2 separate regions of the Mus musculus genome follow, and region 1 is linked to region 2. The links are chromatin contacts, called in public HiChIP or PLAC-seq maps. All regions are on one chromosome and are shown on one strand. Each heading gives the region's core, a stretch centred on a gene start, on an enhancer-like site or on the middle of the called end of the contact. The rest is flanking DNA. Distances are from core to core; before and after follow the strand shown.

Region 1 (6,525 bases), core at 3,558-6,057, 220 kb after region 2:
GGAAAAAAGAGAGTTTTTCTGGTCAGCTACCCCCACCCCCCACCCCAACACACTTCAGGGCCTCCTCTTGTCCTTCTCTGATCCTTCAGAGTTGTTCACATTCCATGAGGTGAGGGCTCCATGGTATAGAAGAGGAGTGGGTGCAAGGCACAGCGCCGGGTGGAAGCCTGTGGGAGCGCTGGTGTGCTCTGAGGAGGTCCTGCGCTCACCTGTGAGAGCCCTAAGTTCATTGAGAAGGCATTGCCCTCTCTTGGTAGGGTTTCTCTGTCCACTTGGACCCCTTTGTAAACAGCCTGGGTCAGAGAGCTGTGCTGTGTTGTGCTGTGTGTAGAGCTGTGCTGTGTTGTGCTGTGGGTGACAGGACACTGTGTTGTGCTGTGGGTGACAGGACACTGTGTTGTGCTGTGGGTGACAGGACACTGTGTTGTGCTGTGGGTGACAGGACACTGTGTTGTGCTGGGGGTGACAGGACACTGTGTTGTGCTGTGGGTGACAGGATAGCTTTGGGATGTCTCCTCAGTGCTGGCCTGCTTCCTTATCGGTTTCTTTGTCCTGTAACATTCCCATCAATTTGAATATTTGCTCTCAAAAATCTGAGCTGACCTTTTGCTGTTTGCCTTGCTTTTTGTTTTTGTTTGTTTTGTTTTCGTACCTTCTGGATCACACCGTGGATGGCTATGCTATTCTGTTCCCAGGGCTCACTTCATTTTTAAACATTTAACCCTTTATGTTCCACTATCACACTAGATGTGTGTTCTGGAGTAAAAACAGTTTCTACTCATGTGGTTGTGGTTACTTCTCAATCTCTGCATTCTTGATGGTGTATGTTCCCTCCCTCAAATTGGGGTCCTAATTCTTTCATGAATTTGGGTGAATTATGATCTAGCCTGGGGAAGTAGACCCTGACCAAATAACGATCCTGCAGCTCAGCTGCTAAACTTTGTGAGACTCATTTTGGATGAGTTTAAGCAAATCAGTGGCTGAACTGTTTAAAATAGCCAACCACATTCTGTTCTTGGTCTGTGCTAGGCGGCTTTTCTGGTTCCCTATGCATTTAGCAGATTGTGAAACTTTTGGGGTGAATTTCAGTTCTTTAGGGCATGTGGGTCGGCGCTTGAGGTTAGAGGGTCAGGGTGTAGTAGAGTGCACATATCTCCCGAGAGCAGCGTGGGCTGAGGAGGGGTAGCCTTGGGTGGAAGCACACAGCTCTCAGCACGCACTGTCTGGCTGCACCGAGCCCTGCATGCTGCTTCCTTGCTAAGTGCTGCTGCTTAGCACTGACAGCTGCATGCTCACCAAGCTGCTGGTCTTCTGCTCTGTGTGGCTGACCCTTTCTGTTGGCTGTATGGCATTAATATTTGGAAGAAGTTAGAATCTATGGCCACGTACAAGGAGGGACTTGATTCCTAAAGATTTCCAACATCTGTCCACAGGTTTTAAGTGATCTCTCATGTTAGTTTTGTTGTTGCTTTTGTTGTCTGCTTGGGACTTAGCAAACATTTACTTTATATTATTTCTCTAGATTAGTTGTTCCAATCATGCTGTGGCCCTTTAATACAGTTCCTTATGTTGTGATGACCCCCAACCATAAAATTATTTTTGTTGCTACTTTATAACTGTAATTTTGTTACTGTTATGAATCACGATGTAAATGTCTGTTTTCTATGGTCTTAGATGACGTCTGTGGAGGTTCACAGGTTGAGAGCTGTTGCTCTAGACATTGGTTATGTCTCACAAGCTTTGCACAGTGAGCAGAAAAAAATCCATACCAGTCTCTTTAGTGCCTACCCTATTTTAAATAAGGCAAGAGTTTAGCAAGTGGTTATTATATAGTTAGTTTTGTTGTATCATTGCCTGTTGACCAGTGATCATTGGAGCGCACAGCAGGTAGTTCCATGCGTTTACTCGATTCTCTCTGTAGTCATCTTGTTGTCTTACCATTTCATATGGAATACGGAGCCAAAGGTCCTTTTCTCACCAACATTGCACATTGCTTTTAGCAGAACTGAGTTGCATGTGAAGAAAAATGAAAACACCCAAAGTGCTCCTATCCTTTCCTTTATCTTTGTGACAAAAACCCAAACTTAGGGATATTTCAGGTTTGTGTGCTTATTTATGACTTTATTCTTATTTTGTGGGTTCAAGGGTGTATCGCTTATGAAAAAACAAGCTGACACATTCTTGTTTTTATTTATTCATTTTTGAAAATTTCATACATGAGTATTGCACTTGAGTCATTTCTATCCCCTTCTGTCCTCTCTCTGTCTCCTTTCATGTTATGTTCCCCAACTCCCTCTCAAATCTATGGTCTCTTATTCTTTAATTATTATTGTTTCATACACACACACACACACACACCTGCTGAGTCCCTTTAGTGTGCATTGTTTATGTATATGTGTTTGTTTTGGGTTGAAGTTGGGTATCTGTCAGGGGCTGGTCCCCAGAGAAGACTGATTCCCCCCCTCTTAGCAGCCAGTGATTGCCTGCAGCTCTTCATCTAGTATTGGGGCTTGTGACATTTCCCTTGTCCACATTGGTATGCCAACTGGTTGTTTTCATTGTTCAGTTATATAGACCGTGTGTGTGTGTGTGTGTGTGTGTGTGTATGTGTCGGGGGAGGATCACAGCAGGTGTCTTGGTCTGGCTCTTTAAGATTTTAAATCTTCTCACACTGTAGAAATCTTTCCTCTTCTATGATGTTTACTGAGCCCCAAGTATGGAGTTGAGTTATAGGTGTACCATCTCAGGTATGGATTGTGTTGTAAGTGTACCATCCCAGGTGTGGGTTGTGTTGTAGGTGTACTGTCCCAGCCAGGGTCCCCATAGTCACTTGCTCTCTACATTTTAACCAGTTGTAGATCTCTAAAGTAGTCCACATCTCTTACAAAAAGAAGCTCCTTTGCCGAGGGGTGAGCACTATGCTTATTTGTAGCAGTGAGGATAATTCTTTCCATGGTTGGCAGGAAGACATTGACTTGCCTACTGGTGTGTGAGGTGGTGTTTGGCCACTACAGAGAGTTGGTGGAGCCTGAGCATGGGATGCTAACGTGGAGTAGAACTGGAGGCAAGGAAGCTTCTGGTTGGCTGATGCATCCTCTTTGGTGGCTCCCGGAAAGGAAGTGGGAAAGAGCTTAGACAGTGTCCTATTGTGAAAGACTCATGGGAGACGCACTGCGCCCTACGTTTCCTGGGGTCCTCCTCTTTGCTTTCTTATTTCTTACAGTCACACAGTTGCCAGGCCTTCATTTGTCTTGGAGAAGTGTTATCAGTGCAGTTGTTACAGAAAGACTGAGACGCAGTGGCATGGTGGGATTTGATCTTTCTGTTTGTGTCTGGGAAGTGGATGGCTGAGGAGAGCAGTGGGCGGGGAAGGTAGGACAGTTCGGGTGATCACAGGGGAGATGGCTGACTCTTCCAGGAACTGGAAGAAAGATGCCCAGGGCTATGTGTTAAAGCACATTCCCATGGCACCTGCTCCATCCCAGACAGCCTGGACTTGGTCAGAATTTCACAATGGAGCCCTGCTAATCTGAGCATGTGTTTAAGGAGATAGATCTCTTTGGATTTTAAATGCCTGGCTCTGGTAATGAGCTGGTTGTAAACAAAAAAAAAAAAAAAAGATGATGTAAGTTTTAGAAATTCTCCAACGGCTCACTTCCCACTTGGGCAAGTTTTCTTGAAAACAATACTAAAAACAGAGGAAGCTTCAAAAAGGAGGAGGTGTGTGGGAAGAGTTTGCTTTGGGTAAGAAAACTGTTTTCCATGGACAGTGGATCCAGGGAGCTTCAGAGCCTGTGCGGCCAAGTTAGGGTGGGTGTTAGTTTATGTCGTCAGTTGCTTCCCGCGTGATAGTCTCTTCCCATGTGGTTCTAATTCCAGTTTTCTTTGACCTTCCTTGGCATTTTGAACCTATCAAGTCACTTCATCTCCTGGAGGGGAGTGTCAGTGGGGCTTGTGGAAGAAAGGCTTCCTCTGATGTCTGGCACCACACAGGACACAGGAATCCCATGATGCTTTAGAGCCTGCTATTCTTCTTTAACAATTGGACACAGGCAGTACTGTACCTTAGTGTTGCAATGATAACAGTGTTTAAAAAATAACCAGGGGCAGGTGAGATGGCCCAGTAAGCAAAGATGCTTGCCACAAAGCCTGGAGACCCAAGTTCAATCCCCGGGACTCATATTTTAGATGGAGAGAACCAACTGCTGTCAGTCAGTTGTCTTGTGACTTACACTCACCCTCCAAGGCATATGTAAACACACACACTTGAGTGCACTCACACGCAAGCACGCATGTGCACACACACACACACACACACAGTAAATATTCGAAACTAATACCTTTTTAAAAACCAGGAAATCAATGACATTTGTGAAACAACTATGAAGTTCTAGTCAGTCCCTGACTTCTGGAAAGGGTGGCCTTGCGGCTGGAGCTAGCCATAGACAGGCGCCTGAGGCTCACGTTTTCTTCTGTCATTGGGACATACATATTTTTTCCAATCTTGTATTGTACCTGGGCGCTACAATTTCTTATTGTACTACTTCTTATTTACTATTTCATGTAATTTTGTGACTAAGACTTTTAAGAGTTGAGTTTTGTTGAGAGATGAGGGGTGGGAGTGTCTTTTATTCATAAAAAAGATAGTTTGTGTATGAGTCTGTTATGAGAATGGTAATATGGCGGACAGTAACTGGCCTGGCCCTAAACGTCCTATAAATAGATGCAGAGACATCTGTGAAGGGCACAGTGTGAGTGTGGCAGACACGGACTGCGTCAGCTCTCGTCCTGTAGCCAAGGCTTCTCTGACTCCCTCGCGCCTCACATTCTCCAAGCATTAGGCAATGGAGTGCTCGGTGCTGCCAGGCGTTCCCTTCTCAAGGAGCCAGGGGCTCATTCGTTCTCCCAAGGAGAAGTGTGGCAGGGTTTTGTTTTTATTCTCTAAAACTAACTCTCCAGGTCTCCTTCAGCATTTTTAGCCCTCACTTTAGGCAGTTTTCCAAATGCCAAACTGGTAACTAACTGTACAGGCAATTCCTGTGCTGTTGCAGGGAGCTCTGGGCAGCAGGGAAGGAGGGTGAGAAGAGCACTCTGGGCCATTAAGTGGTCTTTAAAGAAACAACTGAATTCCTTTTCCAAAGACACAAAGTGTTAGGTGAAACTACAGAAACCCACCCCTTCCAAGTGACTGGGATCAGAGGACAGAGTGGTAAGAGCCCACAGAACACTGTCAGGAGAACAGCCTGTGTGTCTTGTTTTTTTAGGACAGTAAGTTAACGTGGGGGAATTCATTATTTTTAAGGTAGAAATTGACCACCACTCTAAGAACACTGAGAGTGTTTTCAGCCTGCGTTAGCCCCGCAGGATAGCAGTGTGGTTCTGCCTTGCTGGCCTACTACCTCACAAGGCTGGCCTACTACCTCACAAGGCTGGCCTACTACCTCACAAGGCTGGCCTACTACCTCACAAGGCTGGCCTACTACCTCACAAGGCTGGCCTACTACCTCACAAGGCTGGCATACTACCTCACAAGGCTGGCATACTACCTCACAAGGCTGGCCTACTACCTCACAAGGCTGGCATACTACCTCACAAGGCTGGCATACTACCTCACAAGGCTGGCGTACTACCTCACAAGGCTGGCATACTACCTCACAAGGCTGGCATACTACCTCACAAGGCTGGCATACTACCTCACAAGGCTGGCGTACTACCTCACAAGGCTGGCATACTACCTCACAAGGCTGGCATACTACCTCACAAGGCTGGCATATTACCTCACAAGGCTGGCATACTACCTCACAAGGCTGGCATACTACCTCACAAGGCTGGCCCTGCTCAAGAGCCCTGCAGGGAGGGTCAGAAGCTAGGTCAGCCCGTGTGTCTGGCCGGTTCCTCAGAAACCGTTCGGAGTTTCAGGAGGCGTGTGTAGCTATGTTCAGTGGGGACTCAGGGACTGTCCTTTGCAACATGCTGATTTAAAGAACTACAGTGTTAGGTGGCACCACGCCACTGCGTTAGGATGCCCAGCCAAGCTTGCATTGACAAATAAGTTTGCCTGCCTGTACTTCCCATTGCTGCCTCTGAGAGCAGAGGAGCCACAGGGTGCAGCTAGGAAGGCGTGTGGCTTTGTCCTTAGTTGTCTGCGACATCCTCGGTGGCACTGAACCGTCCTGAGAGGCCTTTTAAGTGCAAAGCTCCCAGCAATCTCCTTTAGTGCACGCAACCAAGTTATGAATTAGGTTGCTTTTGGTATACCTGCTCCATCATCTTGGCTCCGTCTCTCAAACATGACTTACTGGTCTCAGGAGAAAAAGCAGCCTGACCTTGTTTGTGGCAGGTGAATCACTTATAAGCGAGCTGTTCATATTTTACAGGTGAGTAAACTCTTTAAGGACACCAATCAGAGTACCATGCCATAAATTCCTTAGCCCTTTATTCATTAGTGATTACATGACCTTCAGAGGTCTCATTTAAATTAATCTTCTGAAAAAAATGCATAGCCTCAGAACCTTCTAGTAGAGC
Region 2 (6,485 bases), core at 3,945-6,444:
TTAAGGCTTTTAAGCCCTTCACAGATCCCACAGAGACAAATACAGATGGGAAATAAATACTCAATTTACAAATATCTGTGTGTACAAGCTAAAAAATTACCGACACTAAACAAAGGACTGGTGGCTCACACTCCCAGAAGGGTCATAAGAACCAGGACGAGGCTGTGACCTTCACTAGTGACACTCGAGGACAAAGGTCACCGAGCAAGCGAGAAGAGAAGCCTGGCGCTCTGGCTCATGGCTTTGCAACAAGAAGAGACAAAAGTGTGCACGTGTGCTGAGCCTTGAGAAAGAGCCAATGAATCCTGCAGCCAACCCATAACAGGTCAGAGCCAGGACACCAACAGACCCACCCTGAATCAATCAGGGAAACATCCCTTCTACACTGAGAATTGTTAATTTAATGTCAACTGGTTTGGGATATATGTGTTTAGTTGTCACGAGTCAAGGTGGTCACGGTGATTTATGCTGGAAGAAGTCATTAGCTGCCTTCTTTCACGTCAGCCGTGCAGATCCAGTGTAATTGCTGCTAGAATCCCTTCAGTCAGGCTGGCCTGGGGCTGTGGGCTGGAAGCTGACTGACAAGCTTCCTGCTGCTCTCTGTATCAGCCAGGACACCTCAAGATTCTCATCTCTGCATTGTGACCGGCCCAGCTCGCTCAGTGACTTTTAAGCCCAGCTTGCTCCTCAGTGACTTTTAAGCAGCTCTCAGACCATGCAACACTTTTTCCATACATAGTTGCTTTCTAGCTATATTTTGAAGCTAAAAGGAACTGTTGACATTCTTTCAACATTCCCTGGGTCAGGAAGATGCCAAGTTGAAAGTGGCCAAGACTGATTGTTACTTACAAAATTTTAAAGCAAGAGTCTTTGATTGCAGAAATATAACTTAATGGCACCAAGTTGCCAGAAGTTCTTCATGAAAAATAAAATCTCTTACTTTTAATGTATTTGTTTCTTATTCTGTTTTTCTCCTGCAAAGCCCAGGCTGGCCTTGAAGTGCTTGCTCTGCTTGCTTGAGTGCTGGAGCTATGTGTATGTGCTGCCCTTTAAGGCCCCGCTTCTTCTTCCTGTCTCCTCTGTTTCTCCCTCCCTTTCTTCCCACCAATCCCTCTTCTCCTCCTCCCCTTCTCTTCCTTACTTCCCTTTTCATCTTTCTCTTCTTTCCCCTCCCTCTTCTGATTCTTTCTTCACTTTTGTAGTGAGAAGGGTTATCTCATGCTAGGCAAGAACTCTACTGCCCACGGACTCATCATAGTCCCAGCCATCCCAAGCCTTTCAAACGTTAAACAATTTCAGTTCTTTCAACTTTTGAAGACAATGTTTGCATATTTAACTCTTTTAAATAAAATTTTCATATGGGTGATTCAGGTTTCTGAATCTTTTCCAGTTTCTTAAGACTTCTCTGAAACCATGATGATCCAAATTGAATTAATGGGTCTGAAAGGAACCTAACTAATACCAATTATGAAGGAAAGGCCATTTCCACATCTGGCTACTTTTATAGAGGTGGTATCTTTCTCACCTCTAGTGCATGTCTACACACTGATGCACAACCACCACATCGTTGTTGATGGAAGGAACTTTCTCCTATTACACTTGACTGCACTAGCTGGTGACCTCTGACCTGTGCTCACAGTCTGGCTGCACTGAGGACTGTGGGTATGTTGCAACAAGATGGTTGTTAGCTGCAGCTATGCTTTAGTGTGGAGGTTATGCCTAGGGAAAGACAGTGCATAAAATGGGCTTCTGTTAGTCTGACAAGCACAGTGAAAGCAAGGTAATGACTGCTAGTTTACCATGCCACACAGCATGCCACACATGTCACACAGCATGCCACACATCACACAGCATGCCACACAACATGCCACACGTGTCACACAGCATGCCACACAACATGCCACACATGCCATACAGCATGTCACACAACATGCCAAACAACATGCCACACATGCCACACAGGATGCCACATGGCATGCCACATAGCATGCTACACAGCATGCCATACAACATGCCACACAGAATGTCACACATCATGTCACATAGCATGCCACACAGCATGCCATACATGTCACACAGCATGCCACACCGCATAATACACAGCATACCACATGTGCCACACAGCACTTTCCTACACCTGGTAACACACACATGACTGATATATAAATCTACTTTACAAATGATAAATAACATGAACAACATGGAGGTTATTGTAAGTCATTTTCTAGAAATGGCCATGACCATGGGATGCCTGTCCATCTCCTGGACTTGTGCTCATTGGCTGTCTATATGGTTATGTTAATCAAAGGAGAATTAAGGTAAAATCTCTTAACTAAGAAAATGGGCAGAAGTCACAGTAGCTGCGAACGTCTAAGCAGCGTTCTATGAGGCTAGCGTTCGGAGGCTGTATTAGTCAGGGTTCTCTAGAGTCACAGAACTTATGGATAGTCTCTAGATAGTAAAGGAATTTATTGATGACTTACAGTCGGCAGGGCAGCCCAATTCCCAACAATGGTTCAGTCGCAGCTGTGAATGGAAGTCCAAGGATCTAGCAGTTACTCAGTCTCACGCAGCAAGCAGGCGAAGGATCAAGAGCAAGAGCTAGACTCCCTTCTTCCAATGTCCTTATATTGTCTCCAGCAGAAGGTGGAGCCCAGATTAAAGGTATGTTCCTTAAACTCGGAGATTCAATCTTCTGGAATCCATAGCCACTATGGCTCAAGATCTTCAAACCCAGATCCAGATAAGGATCTCCAAGCCTCCAGATAAGGGTCACTGGTGAGCCTTCCAATTCCGGATTGTAGTTCATTCCAAATATTGTCAAGTTGACAACCAGGAATAGCCACTACAGAGGCCTTATAGTGTTGCTGCACGGATGATAGCATCTTGTCATGTTGACATGAGACTAGAGGTGCCTTATGGTAGTGTGCTTTGAGATAGCCTAGGGTCCAGGCAAGAGTGAGGAATGCATGCCATATTAAAGGAAACAGAGAATAGAATTTGGAATGCTAATGTTTAAAAAGTCATGGCTGAGTGTGGTGGTTTGAATATGCTTAGCCCATGAGACGTGGCACTGTGAAGAGGTGTGGCCTTGTTGGAGGAAGTGTGACATTGTGGGGGTGGGCCTTGAGGTTCTGTGCTCAGGTTCTACCCAGGGCAGAAGAGGCTTCCCTTGGCTGCCTGCAGACGCCAGTCTCCTTCTGGATGCCTTTGGATCAAGATGCAGAAGTCTTGCTTCCTCTAGCATCAGGTCTGCCTGGATGTCACCATAATGACAATGGACTGGACCTCTGACACTGTAAACCAGCTCCAGCTAAATGTCTGCCTTTACAAGAGTTGCTTTGGTCACGGTGTCTGTTCACAGCAGTGAAGCCCAAACTAAGACATAAGAGTTGCTTAGGTCACGGTGTCTGTTCACAGCAATGAAGCCCAAACTAAGACACTAACCATCTTTGCTTCACACATACACCTGGGGGCTTACTATGTAAATGTTCCTCAGATGGTCTGGCATAGGAACACCACTAGTAGGGAGAATGACCCCGTGGGGAAGGATGTTAACGGCTCCCTTCCCCAAAGCACACAAGCTCAGCTAAATGTGAATGTCAGGTAGACCACACGTAATTTTTCAATATCAGTGTGCAAAAGATGTTGTCCACATTCTCATATTCAAACATAGTTAAGGCTGGAAAAGATGTTCGCAAACCCGATGACTCAAGTTCAACTCCTTTGACCCACATGATAGGAGAGAACTTTTTTTTCTTTTTCTTTTTTTGTATGTGCACGCATGCACGTGCGTGCATGTGTGTGTATGTGGGTGTGTGAGAATTGACTTCTTTAAGGTATCCTCTGACCTGATCTGCTCATGCACGTGTGCGCACACACACACACACACACACACACACACACACACACACAGAGAGACAGAGAGACAGAAACAGACAGAAACAGAGACAGACAGACAGACAGACAGACAGACATAAGTAAATGTAAAAAAAAATCAATGAAACACTAACAACTATTTGTTTTAGCTGGGATTCCTGTAGAGGAATGCAGGCTGAACCCAGATGAGTGGCTGCTGTTGTTCCTTTGATTGTTCTTAGTCTGAAACAATTTTAAACACAGCTGATTTCTTCTAATACATTTTTTTTTTTTTTTTGTTGAGCTGTTCTACTAAGTTTCTTCGTTATAAATTTTAAAGGAAAGAGCAGGGAGAACAATTTCTATTTTATAACTGTGTTTGTAATTTGGAGATATTAGGGTGGAGGTGATGCCAGAAACTGGCCAGAGGGATCAACTGAAAAGAAAGACCTTACCTGAGAATTCCTCCTTTTGGGCTTGACACTGCTGCTTGCTGTGCAGGGGTCCTGGGATACCTGGAGTACCAACAAGAGAAACCTCACTGAGGGGCTCCTAGACTGAAATGCCCTGCAGCCTGCTGGGGGAAGCCCCTATACCCAGGGGAAGCCTGAGCTGAGAACACAGAGCCTCTACAGAACAGGATGGACCAAGAAGGGCCACATGTCTGTGCATCCAGTCATCACCGGAAGTGCAGCACTGGAGAACAAACCAGGATGCAGGAATCCCACCTGAACAGGTGACATGGGGCTGAGGACACAGCTCAGTCAGCAGTGTTTGCCTAGCGTTATAAAGACACCGATTTGAACCTCCAAACTACAATCCATGTGTGGTGCCACTCACCGTGATCCCAGAATTCAACAGGGAGATTAGGCGTTCAAGGTCACCCTCGACTATGTAAGAGGTGTAGCCTGGGATGCATAAAATCCTGCCCAGAAGTGAGGGGGGTAAGTAAGCTGGACTCTGTCTCTTAGTGTTAGAGACAAGTCATCCAGGGTTCAGTAACATAAATCCCTGACAAACCACAAGCATCTTAATTGAATAAAAGTGACAATCAACTAACTCCAAGCGCACATACACTGGTACCGAAATTCTGTGCGGGTTTAAATAGACTTAGTCGGCATGCCTCAACAACTGAACACAGGTTTTCTTGACACAGATAACAAGGGATCTCTGCAAAGACAGACAGCTCTCTTCAAGAAGGGACTGGAGGGTGGCTGAGATGTCCGCAGTCTCTGGAGTAAACATAGTTATCAGTAAAGGGCCACAGCGAGGTGATTCAGATCACCCCATCAGGGATAAACCATGGGACAGAAGGGGTCACGCCTGAGCAGACATCCAAGCTCTGGGCTGGCCTGCCAGTTTTATTTTTAGAGGTCCTGGTGGGAAGAATGGAGGATGACTTCAAAGCTATGATAATCTCAGTCATTGGATTCTTAGTAGCCTTAAGGCTCTGTCAAGAATCAGCAAGGAGATCAATGGCAACAGTCTCTGGAGCTAACAGCGCTGGGCCTCCCACACGTCCCGCAGCACATCTGAAGCGTCAGACACAGGAGTGACTCCATAAACAGTACGCAGAGACCATCTGATGTAAGGGGAATGCGGGAGTGAACGGCAACCTGGATATCGTCTAAGACAACGCGGGCTAAGCTGAGTAGAACAGCAGTCTGTGGTGGAGACGGGTCTCTCAGTGGCACATGGTACTTACACAGCCACAAAGAAGTCGATGCTTCTAGCAGGCATTACACATTCGCTACATTTCACATTCGCTACACATGACAATGAGAAACATGCATTTGCTTGCGTGCTTATAGCTGTCCTCAGGGTAGCACTACCATGGTGTTACTTACAAAGAAGTGGATGTTTGGAGAGGTTAAGTATCTTGTGCAAGCTCACACAGCTATGCCATCCTCAGTGTTTGAACATGACTGCCCAACTGTGCTGCTTTAGAAAGTTGTTTGGAGGTGAAGTCTGGCAGAAGGAAGTGAGTCACTATTGGAGGTGAGGGGCGGGTCATGAGGGTTGTAACTCAGCCTTGCTTCCTGTTCACCCTCTCTGCTCCCTGCTCTGGTAAGATGTGACCTCACAGCCTATGTCCCCATTGCTACAGTGGAGAACAATCCACCACCACACCTTTACCACTGGGGCAGGCTACACCCCTCAAACTGAGAACCTGAGTAAACCACGCCCCCTTCCACAGCTCCTTGGTGGGTATTAACCACCTGCTCAGGACACTTCAAGTCAGTCACTTGCTCATTCCATGTCTGCCTCATCTCAGACCTATAGGCGACTTCAGCTTCTTGTCCTCGTGACAACCAGCATTTAGGTGTCACTGACCCAGGCCACTCACGCTTTCCTCCATGAAATGTCTCTGTTGGAGTTGGTTTGATGCTGCCATGTACACAAATGCTAAATACTGGCTCTCAAGATTAGGCTGCCTGCAATTAGGAGATCCCCAACGACACTAAATGATACTCTGTAAGCCTTGCTCCCCAACTTAATTGGTCAATAAAAACCTTTGCTCCCCAAGTTAATCAGTCAATAACTGCCTGTGGTTGGGCAGTAGAGAGAGAAAGGCAGGACTTGAAGACTGCGTGAGGGGTCTCAGGAAAGAGAGCAGAGAAGAGAAG

The links. HiChIP or PLAC-seq counts read pairs in DNA pulled down with a chosen protein or histone mark.
Region 1: a contact with region 2 is called in an H3K27ac HiChIP or PLAC-seq map of heart atrium, with 2.9 times the contacts expected there. The contact joins two enhancer-like sites. A contact is called at or near these places in 3 of 115 datasets of contacts at active chromatin or transcription factors (T-cell acute lymphoblastic leukemia, cardiomyocytes and heart atrium).

The regions. Positions count from the first base shown.
Region 1 is chr6:145,764,059-145,770,583 of GRCm38.p6, forward strand. The region is part of intron 1 of Rassf8 (Ras association (RalGDS/AF-6) domain family (N-terminal) member 8); the gene reads left to right. Among named protein-coding and RNA genes, the nearest start is that of Gm15704, 19 kb to the left of the region's middle. Within about 2 kb of position 4,808, at least 139 of the 459 cell types and tissues checked have an H3K27ac peak or open chromatin away from gene starts, as enhancers often do. A contact at or near this core is called in heart atrium, where this site is marked.
Region 2 is chr6:145,539,132-145,545,616 of GRCm38.p6, forward strand. It overlaps Gm38475 (a long non-coding RNA gene), which reads right to left. Exons shown (of 3, transcript XR_378153.2): 2 at 4,314-4,373. Among named protein-coding and RNA genes, the nearest start is that of Gm38475, 72 kb to the right of the region's middle. Within about 2 kb of position 5,195, at least 14 of the 459 cell types and tissues checked have an H3K27ac peak or open chromatin away from gene starts, as enhancers often do. A contact at or near this core is called in heart atrium, where this site is marked.